Regions from separate parts of the Columba livia genome. Here region 1 is linked to region 2. The links are chromatin contacts, called in public Hi-C maps. All regions are on one chromosome and are shown on one strand. Each heading gives the region's core, a stretch centred on a gene start, on an enhancer-like site or on the middle of the called end of the contact. The rest is flanking DNA. Distances are from core to core; before and after follow the strand shown.

Region 1 (5,806 bases), core at 1,558-4,057, 230 kb before region 2:
CAGTATGAACCAGTTCACAGAATCACACAATGTCAGGGGTTGAAGGGACCTGGCAAGCTCATCCAGTGCAATCCCCCCATGGAGCAGGAACACCCAGATGAGGTTACACAGGAAGGTGTCCAGGCGGGTTGGAATGTCTGCACAGAAGGAGACTCCACAACCCCCCTGGGCAGCCTGGGCCAGGCTCTGCCACCCTCACCGGGAAGAAGTTTCTTCTCAAATTTAAGTGGAACCTCCTGTGTTCCAGTTTGCACCCATTACCCCTTGTCCTGTCATTGGTTGTCACCGAGAAGAGCCTGGCTCCATCCTCCTGACACTCCCCCTTTCCATATTGATCCCCAGGAATGAGTCCCCCCTCAGTCTCCTCTTGTCCAGCTCCAGAGCCCCAGCTCCCTCAGCCTTTCCTCACACAGGAGATGCTCCATTCCCTTCAGCATCTTGGTGGCTGCGCTGGACTCTCTCCAGCAGTTCCCTGTCCTGCTGGAACTGAGGGGCCACAACTGGACACAATATTCCAGGTGTGGTCTCCCCAGGGCAGAGCAGAGGGGCAGGAGAACCTCTCTGACCTACTGACCACCCCCTTCTAACCCACCCCAGGTACCATTGGCTTCCTGGCCACAAGGGCCCAGTGCTGGCTCATGGTCACCCTGCTGTCCAACATGGGTAACGTAAGCAAATACAGGTGATTGGAAACTTTTTGAAAGGTACACCATAAAATAAATCTCATATATCCAGTTGAAAAAAAACCCAAACCTTTCCCCTTAAAACAAAATCTGGATGTTATCAAAGCCAGGATGATTTCTGAAGAAACAAGGATCTTAGTTAATAAGGTCAAGAGTGCACTAAAGGCAGCAAAGATCAAGTCCTAAAAGAAACTAAAACTGTGACAGTTACAACACCTAAACAACACCTAAACAACACCTCCTTCAGCTTCAGCCACCGAGAATCACATTGTCCTTTACGTGACAAATGGCAGCAACTGGGAGGCTATTTTCAGAAATCAAAAGGTGCCATTAAAAGGTGGGGGGATAAGAGGAAAGAAAAAAATATCCGTCTTTTCTAAGGAAACCCGTGTGCAGAAGCACAGCAGCTCTAAGCTCGATTAGGTACCGACTTTAGTGTGAAGAAAGCACAATGTCCTACCTTTGGAAAGAACTGACTTGCCAGTGACTCTGAGCTGGTGTCTCCCTCTGGTCTTTTAACGGGACAGACCTGACTTAAATTTGGAAGTGGCAGCGATCCGAGCAAACGCGCTGTGTCCAATGTCAGCGCAGCCAGGAGCTGCTGCTAAAAACAAACCTTGGGAATACAGCCTGTGACCTTTGAAATGCGGGGGGAATTTAACCCCCAGGTTAAAGAGAAAGGTGAATTCAAAACGATACAAAACTTACAGTGACCCTGTGATTATTTTTAGTATTAAATGAATAATTTATACTGTTGAATCCAGAGCATCTATCAAGTCCAACACTAGTATTTCCACACTCCAGATAGAAAAAAAATAAAAGGCAACTTGTGAATCAGATGCAATTCTCTATTATTCTAATTCGTTTTGGGGCATACTCTGGTAACATGGTAATGAAAAGGAAACAGACTTTTCTTTTCTTTAGTAGGATTCTTGAGAACTTTGAGCACAACCGAACAGAGAGATGAGGTTCTCCTCACACTGTATCAAAACACGGTATTTACTATGGAAATGGGCATTCCCCCCAGCAGACCAAATTCACTTGTAAGCCACGTTTGACAGGGAGAAAAGGGAGCATCACTTGTGTTTTATAGCAGCTAAATCGTTTTACTGGCTCAACTGCTTTGGAAAGAAACTGAAATCAAACAGAGGCAACTAAGCTAGAGAAAGGTAATCTAGCATTGGCTGTTAAATCGGTGAATTAATATGAGCCAATGGGACATCTGCTGACAATTTCTCTGATGCACAAGATCCCTGTAATTTAAACTTAAAAAAAACCCTCAAAATCCAATGAGAAAAAACATTGGTTACACTGATTCAAACAACTGAGTTGCTGAAATGCCACTGTGCACTTTCATCATCAGGTTTCATTACACACTTTATGCGCATAAAGTAACGTAAACAATACCCCAAAACCAGACTAGGCTGGAGAAATAATCTCCTAACTTCCTGACGCTTTTATTCAGCTACGGGCTCCACTTCCAACCCTCCCACTCGAAAATCCTCGATTGGTGTCTGGGACGCAAAGAAAGGTGAATCCAAGTGGCACAATTAGGAAATTAACACATTTGCTGTGCCAGAGGAAGCACTTTGCAGACATTGACCAAATAAAGAATAACTTAAAACACAGTGAGGAAACGAAAGTTGACTTCATGTCTCTCCCCGCCTTGATTTATAGATAAACGCGTATTTAAGAGACCAGAGCCCAGGGGCGCTCTCCCCCTCCCGCATTTCGCACACTCCGGCCCTCAGGGCCCGCAGCCCCGGCCCCCCCCGCGGGTTCCCCAGGGAGATGGGCGGCGGGTGGGCTGAGCCCGCAGGGTCACAGGGGGACCGGGAAAGGCCGGGGACGCGGAGAGGCCGCCGGGCCCTACCTGCCTGCCGCCGTCACCATGGCCGCCGCCGGAAGTGCGGCGTGCGCATGCGCCTGAGGCATTGCCAGGACAGGGGAGGGCTTTGCGCAGGGCGTCCAATGGCAGACGGCCCCTCCTCGATCTAAACCAGAAGTGGCGCAGCCGGCGGGCGGTTGCGTTCCCGCCGGTCCGTCCGCAGGTGCCGCCCGTGCGGGGAGCGGCGGCCCCGGGGCTGCGGTTCCGCCGGGAATCTGCGGCCTGGCCCACCCTGAGCAGCGCTGAGGCCGAGGGTTGTCACCTGAGCCGGGACTCCAGCCCTTCGAACGGGTATCGCTTCTCGTGGCTCCGTCCCGGGCCGACCGAGGGGCCGGGGGGAGGGAGGGCCGGCCATGGGGGGCGGGATTTGGGGTGGGCGCAGACAGACACCTCCAGCCGAGGCTCATTTTCACCATCAGAGCCAAGACACAGAAACGTGGCTGTTCTGAAGCGGTTGTGCTGGGCAGGGTGTATCTGTGGCCTGTTTTACGGGAACCTGCCGTAATTCCCAGTTAACGTGTGGACTGGGTGATCTTAGAGGGCTTTTCCAACCAAAATGGTTCTATCCTCCAAACTGGGTCTCTGGTGAGCTCGGAAGATTTCCCGCTCGCGATGGTCGTCCTTGTGTGTGCACGTTGTTGGTTACACTGACCTAAATTCAGTTGTTTTCTTTGATATCTCCACATAAAGTTGAAGATGGAGAAGCCGCGCGTCGGGACTGTGAGGAACAATGGGTGAATTCCTGTAAAAGGAGAAAAAGAGGCATTTCCACAGGGTCCCTTTCGAAGTCGTGATGAGGGCAAATCTCATTTCTCAGGTTTTAATTGAGCTGTTTGCCGTGGTTTGAAAACATGTTGGTTTGTCTGTGATAAAACGGGGCCTGAATGTGCTACAGGTTCCATGGCTTTAAATCTGCTCTATGAGGTAATGTCTCTGATATGGGGAATAGAGCATTTCCAAGGCCCCAGCGATCCCAAAGTCCAAATGGACGTAGTGGCTGAAGGAGCTTTTGCCCTGAAGAAGCAAAGGGCGTGTGGCTTCATCCCAGCACCGGGAGCTTTTCCACCTGTTTGTTTTGATGTGCGTGAGCAAAAAATACATCTACAGAGGGAGTTGGAAATACTCTACTGTTATCCAGACACAAAGGTGGTTAATCCCAGATGTCTTTTCCCTGTGAACAGCAGCAAGATCTTGCATGGCTGTTTAAAAGACAGTTTTATCACAAGTTTTTCTGATAACAGTTTTCTGCTCCTCTCCTCTAATAGGAAAAACACTGAAATGGATTCACAGCTTCAGTGTTTGTCGTCAGTAAGCGATCAATAGTTAAGGAAAAAGGAGAAAAGAATTCAAAATCTTCCTAAAAAGAATCACATTCTGAAAGGTCTCACGGTAATGCCCTTTTTTTGGCTGCAGAACCACTATGAAATGAAAGAATCATTAATTTTATTTACACAAATGAAACTGAAAAATAAAACCCAGATCAGGTAGTTTATGTCATGGTGACCTTACTGGAAGCCAGTTCAGTCTTCTGAAAATCAGAGCTGGAAAAAGCCAGTTCAGACCATTTTCCCCACCAAAGCAGGGCAGGGTGAGCTGTAACCTGGTGCGTTCTCTTTCTTACAAGGCAACGGTTGCCCACGAGCTCTGTCCAAGCTCCTGTGGTTATTTCCCTGCTATCTGCCAGCCTGTTTATTTTAACAGGGAATAGTCTGTCACCAGACTGGCAAAGTCGATTGAAACCACTTGCCCTGCAGAGAACTGTGAGCAGCAAATCACAGAGCAAAGGGTTAGGCTGGAGTTGCAATTAGAGGAGGAAATTAATCGAACTGAGGCTTGTCTTTGTTGCTTTGATCGGGAATCTATTTTCTTAGGTTAACCCAGTGTAATTAGCAACAAATTCAGCGTCAATTTAAACCTGCTGATTCACACATTGCACATTGGAGGGCAGTTGGGTGGCTGAGTTATGACAACGTGCCTTTGTTCACAGGAACATTGCAGGGGAGTCTGTCTTAAATCGAGGACTTTTGTTTTGGAGACGATACTGGTAAATGTTGATCCAGTCTTCTAAAACTCCGCCTGTTGTTTTTATTAGCGCTCAGCCTCATTCATTCTCACTGTGTCAAGACAGAACTGCAAAGGGCTGGAATCCTTTTAGCATTTTAACACTTCCTTGACAAACATCCTGCTGTTCTATCGCCGAAGTGTGAGAGCTCTTCTTTGGGGGGACAAAAACCATCTCCAGACTCAAGGAACTATTTGCACTTGTGTTTGGTGACATCTGCTTTAGTGCAAGCATCACTGAATGCACATCTACAGCCTTTTAACCCTGTTCTCTAAGGCAACAATTTTGTGCTCTACTTCTTCCAGGCTCTTACTTGTCACCTTTTTTTTCAAGGAGTATAAGATGGAGCTTCTGTCTTAGGAAAAGCTTTGGTTGCTTACCCTGAGAGCAACGATCTGTGCAGAAATCCCCACAGAGTAACAAAAACCTTCCCCTGGGAAAAACATCCTTGAACTAGTGTGAACTGAAAGCTCCCAATTTCACTGTGCCTTTGGCTGGAAAATGTAAATGTTCAAAGGGCTGGGGCATGATTAAAGAATTTCTTGTCTCAGCCTTTGATATCAAAGTGCAGACTCTCCTCCTCCCCTCCCTGCTCTCATAGGTTGGGTTTATAGGGGTGAATGAAAACAGACTAGGGAGTTAGGGGAAGAAACAGAGACCTAAGGTAGAAAATAGAGGAAAAAAGGGCTTCTTGAGGCCTTTTCTGTTCTTTGCCCCTGCAGCTCTGTGCGGATCAGTCGTCTGTGTCCCTTCTAGGCAGTGCAACCAAGAAGATGGTCTTGATTTTTGCAGCAATTCTCGTTCTGGTTGGAACTGGGCTCTGATGGACATCAAACTCCTTTTGGAGAACTTGTGCTGGACACCTGGTCACTCGTCTCTCCGCTCTTTGGGAGAATTTTGCTGTAGGTTCAGGTCACAGGCTTTTGCATCACCCAAGTATTTTTTTATTGTTTGAGATAGATTCTGTGAGGTTTGGTTCCTGTTGTTTATAATTAGTTTTCTCCAGCCTCTGCACTGCAGCATTTCCAAGCTCGGTATGAAAACAGTGTAGACGTAGTGAGACTGCATTTCTGATCTATGATCGTGCTGCAAATCCCCGATCTTCGCAGCTAACGCAAAAGCCAGGGAAAAGGGAGCAATATCCTCTCTCTTCCTTCAAATAAAAATCCTCAA
Region 2 (5,989 bases), core at 2,077-4,576:
CACCGGCCCGTACCATCCTTACCGGGCAGTGGGGGGGGAAGGAGGGGCAGACAGCTCCCCGGCTGCCCAACCACCGCCTCCAGGGAGCGTTGAGAAGAGGTATAAGAAAAAGGGAGAGAGGAGAGAGGAGGCCGGCCGTGCCGCGGTACCGAGCCGGTCCTTCTCGCCGCTCTCCCGAGGATCCTCCTCACCCCCCGGGTGCGGCAGTGAGTCGGCCCACGGCCGCCCTATCCACAGGAGCCGGGCAGAGCCATTACCTCAGAACGAGACGGGGGAGATGAAAAGCTCCAGAGGACGCCTCCCTCCTTCCCTCGCTATCCCCTGCCCCACTGCCGCGCCGCAAAGAAAGGACAACCGTGTCCGACCCCCAGGAGCCGACAGGGGACAAGGTGCCACCTGCGACCCGCAGATGTCGCAGTCTGAGCTGGCTCCGCCCCCCCGGCGAGGTGGTGCGGGCCGGAAGGCGGATCACGTGACCGGCTGGCCCTGGGAGGGGACACGGCGCAGGCGCCGTGCGCGGGCGGGGCCCGGCTGAGGGGAACCCGGTTCGGGCGGCGGCTGGAGCGTTGCAACGGGTCCCCGTTAAAGACACTGATACAAGTGCTGGCAGTCCCCATCTTGCACTTTAATTCCTTAAACTAATTAAAATACAAGATTAGGGCAGATGGAGGCTTCAGTGAAGTATTATCTTTTCCCACTCTATTTATAAAGCAGGTATATCCAGCTGTTCACACAGGTTAATCCAAGGTTAGGAGCTGACAGTTAAGCCTGGTCTAGGCTCTGCAGTACACACCCTCTCTCGGTTAAACGACTCCAGCCTCTCTTCAGGGTGGTGAGGATTATTGCTCTCTAAAAAACTATGATGGAAAGACAAACCCAAGTCCATGCACACTATTAATCTTTCAGGCTTCAAGATAAAGTACTGGATTCTTGCCCTGCTTCCCTTTACATTAGAGTTTTAAATACCATAGTCAGAAAACCAAAAAGTGTTAACACCTGGGAACAGCAGAGATCGTTCGGCTGAGTAAAACCCAAGGAAGAGGAGCTGGCAGCGATAGCACCGCAATGTGCATCTCCGGATCTACGCAGCCACGTGTGGGATTACGGCTCTGAAGAAAACGCTCGGGTGGTCAGTGATACACAAGACTGTTCTAACACAGAGATCAGATCTGGGTAGAAACGTTTGATCCATCTAATCCTGGATCCCATCTCAGAAAAGGACCTGTAGCAGCACTTCCCCAGGAAGACACGCAGTTTGCACAGAGAACAAGTGTTTCTACTCACGGTAGCTCAGGAGAGCTCCGAGAAACCAGGGGCAGAGCTTGGGGAGCTCAGGGCACTGCCACCCACGGCCACAACCAGCAGCCCCTGGCCAGAATCACACGTCCTGAGAAGCAACAAGAACAAAAGACACCCCTCCAACCCCCAAATAAAATAAAAAAAAAACCCACACAAACAAACTAAGGAAAAGAAATACAAAATACCTACTATCTCATTTAAGACAAACTAAGAGGAACGACTCGTTTGTTATCTTTATTTTCCAATGGTACATTTAAACAACTGCTCGGGACTAACCTCCTCAGCCAGTGTGGCCATGCAGAAAACATTTCCTGGGTTACACAGATCGCCTGTAACATGTACAAGGGGCCGCGGCTGCGCCGTAGAACCGACACGGGGAGTTGTGGCAGAGGAGGCGGCTGGAGTTACACGGGAGCGTGTGGAGCAGCGTTGGTGCGACTGTCACTAACCGCGACTCCTCGGTGGCACTAAAATACAATGGGTGGTTGTACACAAAACAGCTTCTAACCATTTCTTCCTAGAAACGTTTTCATACTTGCTAATAATAACTGAACTAGAGACCCCTCCTGTGGCTAAGAAGTGTAGTTGCACGTCTAATGCTACCTTCAGAGCTTCATTTTGTATCTTTGCTAATTAAGGCGCATGAAAATTAGGAGTTAGATATCAAAGCATGCACTCGGTGTTTTGCGAACGCATCCTGTGGCCGCGCACAACAGGAAGAACTGGCCACAGGATCTCCGAGAGTCTAAATTTGGAGGAGCACAGCACGCGGTGTTCTTATATTTGCTCAAAATTCCTTCCCTGCAATAAATACACATTAAAACCAGAAAGCTCAAGTCTTTATCAAAGTGTCTCAGCTGATCACAGCCCATGCAATTAGTTCCAAGACTTGAGGGAGCTACTTCATTAAAAATCTGACTTAATTTCAACAGTATCTCAAGACATGCAGATGCCAGACCATGTGTTTATCGAACCACTACTTAAAAGCCCTTCCCTGAAGCACTTTCGGTGAATGCCTTATCTCAGATTCTACAGGTGGGACCTGACTTTGAATTATTAACAGCAAGCGGAGTTAAACAGCGCAGCGAGGCACATCAGAAAAGGAACATTCGCAGTTCTCCAACTTTAAAAAGCATTCGCCCCTTTACAAAACAGATTTAAGAACGTCATATATCATTTGAAACTATTACATAGCTATTTCTACCACCCTTTTGATGTGTAGTATGGATTTATTTTAGCTACTTTAGAAGAAAAATTTAAAAGAACCCAACCAAATACAAAAATCAAAACAGCCAAAGAACCAGAAACCAACCAAAAAAAAACCAACCAAAAACCCAATGAAATGTAGCTATTCGCCAGCTGTATGTATCAGATTGTAATTGCCCAGACAAAGCCATCCTGCAGCATTTCTGGTTCTTCTCCACCTTCACAAAAGCATGTTGCATCCATTCTTGCCCAGCAAGTGAGCCCGTGGCAAGGAAAGATGAGCCATCTGCATTTCTGTACAGGTGGCAATTTGGGGTTCTCATCTGCAGCACTTTACTGTAGACACCTCGACACGCCAGGTTCCTGTTGGAGCCCACAGCATGACTGATCGACTCCTTTCACACTTCCACAGGATGAGAAAAACTGCATAAGCATGTTCAGCATTGAAATCACTGCAGAATTAACAAATTATGGAGAAAAAAAGAAACAAACAAAAAACTAAACAAAAACCAAAACAAAAGGAAACAAACAAAACACAACCAACCAACAACAAACCACCAAAAACCCCCCAAACCAACCAACCAAACCCCAAAACACCAAGCAACAAGATTGTAAGATCAGGTGTAAAAGTTGCCTTCACATGTGGAAGCCTCTATGATAGGAAGCACAAGTACTCAATGGTGAGCTCCTAGTGCTATGGATTGATGCTGTGTTCAATACTAAATTGCTATTTTATACTTTTTAAAACGCCATTCGCCACCTAGAGAACAACCTGGGGACGTTTCTAGTAGAAAGCAAACAGCTGTCACAGAGGCTCTGCTAGAATGGAGACACCAGTTTTAAACAAAGACCCCGACAGTTCTGTATCAGCACTGGAAGCACAAACGGAAGATTTTCAACCACGGGCGACCTCAATACGTACAAGCTTCACATGGCAAGAGCCAAAAATGCTCAACTCCCACTTAGGCTCCTGAAAAAAAGTGGCAGGTTAGCAGCAGCAAGCAGCTCATAGTCAGGCATTTAAGTAGGAAGCACTGAATGCTGAGCTTCTCGCATTCTGACTTGCTGACAGGTTTATTTATGCCTGGTTGTAGGAGATTTGTACAGACAAAGTGTTTCTAAGGTGTTTGGACAGTGAGAATCTTCAGATACGCGAGAGCTACAAAAAAAATCAAATAGCCCATTGATTTAAGGGGTGAAGCACTTAAACCCAACAACAAAGTTCTTATGTTTAAAGTAGTGAATTGAAAACCAGATAGCATTGAAGCATGTCGTCTCCAAATAAAATCCTGCATATTGAGAGCTGTATAGAATTCTGTGTTCCATATAGAATTATTTTCTCTGGAAACAAAGATCTATAGCATGGTCTTCACTCATTTCCACCACAGAAAAGTATCAGCCTGTTGAATACCTGCATGCCAATTGTATAAGAACGACAATTTAAATTTCTTTTGGTGTGAACAACTTCATATCTAGAATCTTCCAGAACACCAAGATCTTTCAAATATCCGTTCGTTTAGGTCTAATAAGTTTGATCTAAGAGCAAATGTAATTAGAAGATATTTTGTACCAGTAACTTAAAAACATAAATAGCTGTCACATAAGGATTCCCTCTAGTCACTTCTGCTTTTCAGCAAAACTGCCTTACAAGGACTCCTTAATTAGCTCATCCTTTTGGGAAGAACACAGTTCCTATTTCATTTCAGAGAGAGCAGCCAGCAACACTGGCCACATGTAAACTCTAATGTAAAGAAGTTATTTAAACTCCACCCCTCTCCCCCACCACACACATGATAAATCTGCACTTCGAGCCAACTTCAAATACAGAATAATGAACCAGGAATTAATTATCTTGTAAGTGAATCAACACTAGTTTGTATTCTTCCCTGAATAACACTTGTTTTCTTTTCAGAAGAGAAAAAAGGACTGCTACAGAAACACAGCAACATTCAAACCCTTTAAAACAAAAGGTAGATTATTTAATGCATTAACGATGTTAATCTGAAGATAAATAAATCCAAAACAGACTTTTAAGTTTCTTTTGAGATTTCCTTTTTCTTTGCAGAGAATATTTCTGATATTGTACAGTACTGAGAGGGTGTTCTTTTATTTTTTTAATGTCCGGGTGGAAAAGCAAAGCTCAGTTCTTTCTGCTCTCTTCGTGGAACTCCTCAATGCCCTATTCCAGGCGTGATTCTTTCATAAGCTTTTACTTGAAAGCGGAGTGGTGAGCAACATGAATTTCAGGAATAACTGGATGGTTTGGTCCCTGAGTCATCTTCTTGAGAGCCCATACTCTGGAAGAGAGAGAGTTATTTCTTTTCAACAACAGGTTTGAAGGTTTACCTTTGAGCCAGACAGCTCTTTGAAGACAGCTCTCTGAAGTTAACAGGTAGGAAAATAAAGTGCATACGAAATAAACATGCACTTCCTTTTTGTTGATGATGTTTATGCACATGGTATTAATAATATGTAATTATTAACACTGTAAATACAGTGCAATGCATACTGCACTGAATCTCTTACAAGACACTAAATCAATTACCTTCTGCACAAACTGAGGGTTCACAGTGATCTCTTGATCCATGGCTTTCAGTCGTTCATCCAACTCTATACATTTCAGCATCTTAAAAATATATATTAAGTTAATTACTTTGTCCAGCTTGTACATGATCTTCAAGATATTTCACAGCTGTGCTATGTAGAACCAGTAACTTTTGCCATCACAAAAGTTCTACGTCAAAATGTTCTCATCCCTCATCTCCCAAACAAGAGCGTCAGACCATTTTTCATTCCCTTATTTTGATCCATGTCTTCCTAACAATCCTTTTTAATGACACTGATAGAGGGTCCCATGTGGGTCACCCACCCACCAGGCAGGTTATCGATAGCCAGGGAAAGTGATCCTTGAACTCTAAAACCAATCTTTCCAACCCATTCAATGCAAGGAAGATAAAACAGGGAATGCATTGACTGTGACTGACCATCCATCTAAAACCTTTACATACCAGTACTGTGAAAGAGTCAAATAATGATTTATAGTCCTCAATCTCTACATGTATGTTACCTACACTGGCTTCTCCCAGTAGCTCCCTGATTACAGACTAAAGTTCTTCAGTAGGAATGCCAAAAGCAGTTAATAGCTTAAAGATTTACCTCCTGATCAATGTTATGAAGCATCGCTGGATTGTTATATTTTTCAGGATTATCATGGAAACAGACCATACCATCTTTCTGATTAATACTTGCAAAGATTTCACCATCTTCTATCTGAAATGAGATACGGTTTAACGTAAGGTATCACCAAGAACAGAACTTCAGGTAACTACACCACACAGTCTCCTTGTGGAATCATCTTTAACTGGTTTGCTCTTTATTTCCTAACAGCTTCCCATGCCTTATCTGAACAGAGAATACGTTTTAAGGTTTCTTGAGAACAGCCTAAACACCACAGCAGACCGACAGTATTTCCTTCACACTGAAA

The links. A called contact is a pair of places that touch in the nucleus more often than the background predicts.
Region 1: a Hi-C map of crop shows a contact between it and region 2, with 3 times the contacts expected there. The contact joins the promoter of DHRS7B here to the promoter of FLCN in region 2. A contact is called at or near these places in 2 of 2 Hi-C or Micro-C datasets (crop and liver).

The regions. Positions count from the first base shown.
Region 1 is chr15:13,454,725-13,460,530 of bColLiv1.pat.W.v2, reverse strand. It overlaps DHRS7B (dehydrogenase/reductase 7B), which reads right to left and starts at 2,807. Exons shown (of 7, transcript XM_065031373.1): 1 at 2,557-2,807. The coding sequence starts at 2,618. LOC135575516 (a long non-coding RNA gene) reads right to left here. Exons shown (of 2, transcript XR_010466391.1): 2 at 3,998-5,806.
Region 2 is chr15:13,223,893-13,229,881 of bColLiv1.pat.W.v2, reverse strand. FLCN (folliculin) reads right to left here and starts at 3,326. Exons shown (of 12, transcript XM_065031355.1): 1 at 1,576-3,326. It overlaps COPS3 (COP9 signalosome subunit 3), which reads right to left. Exons shown (of 12, transcript XM_065031375.1): 10 at 5,662-5,775; 11 at 5,051-5,131; 12 at 3,553-4,802. The coding sequence ends at 4,749.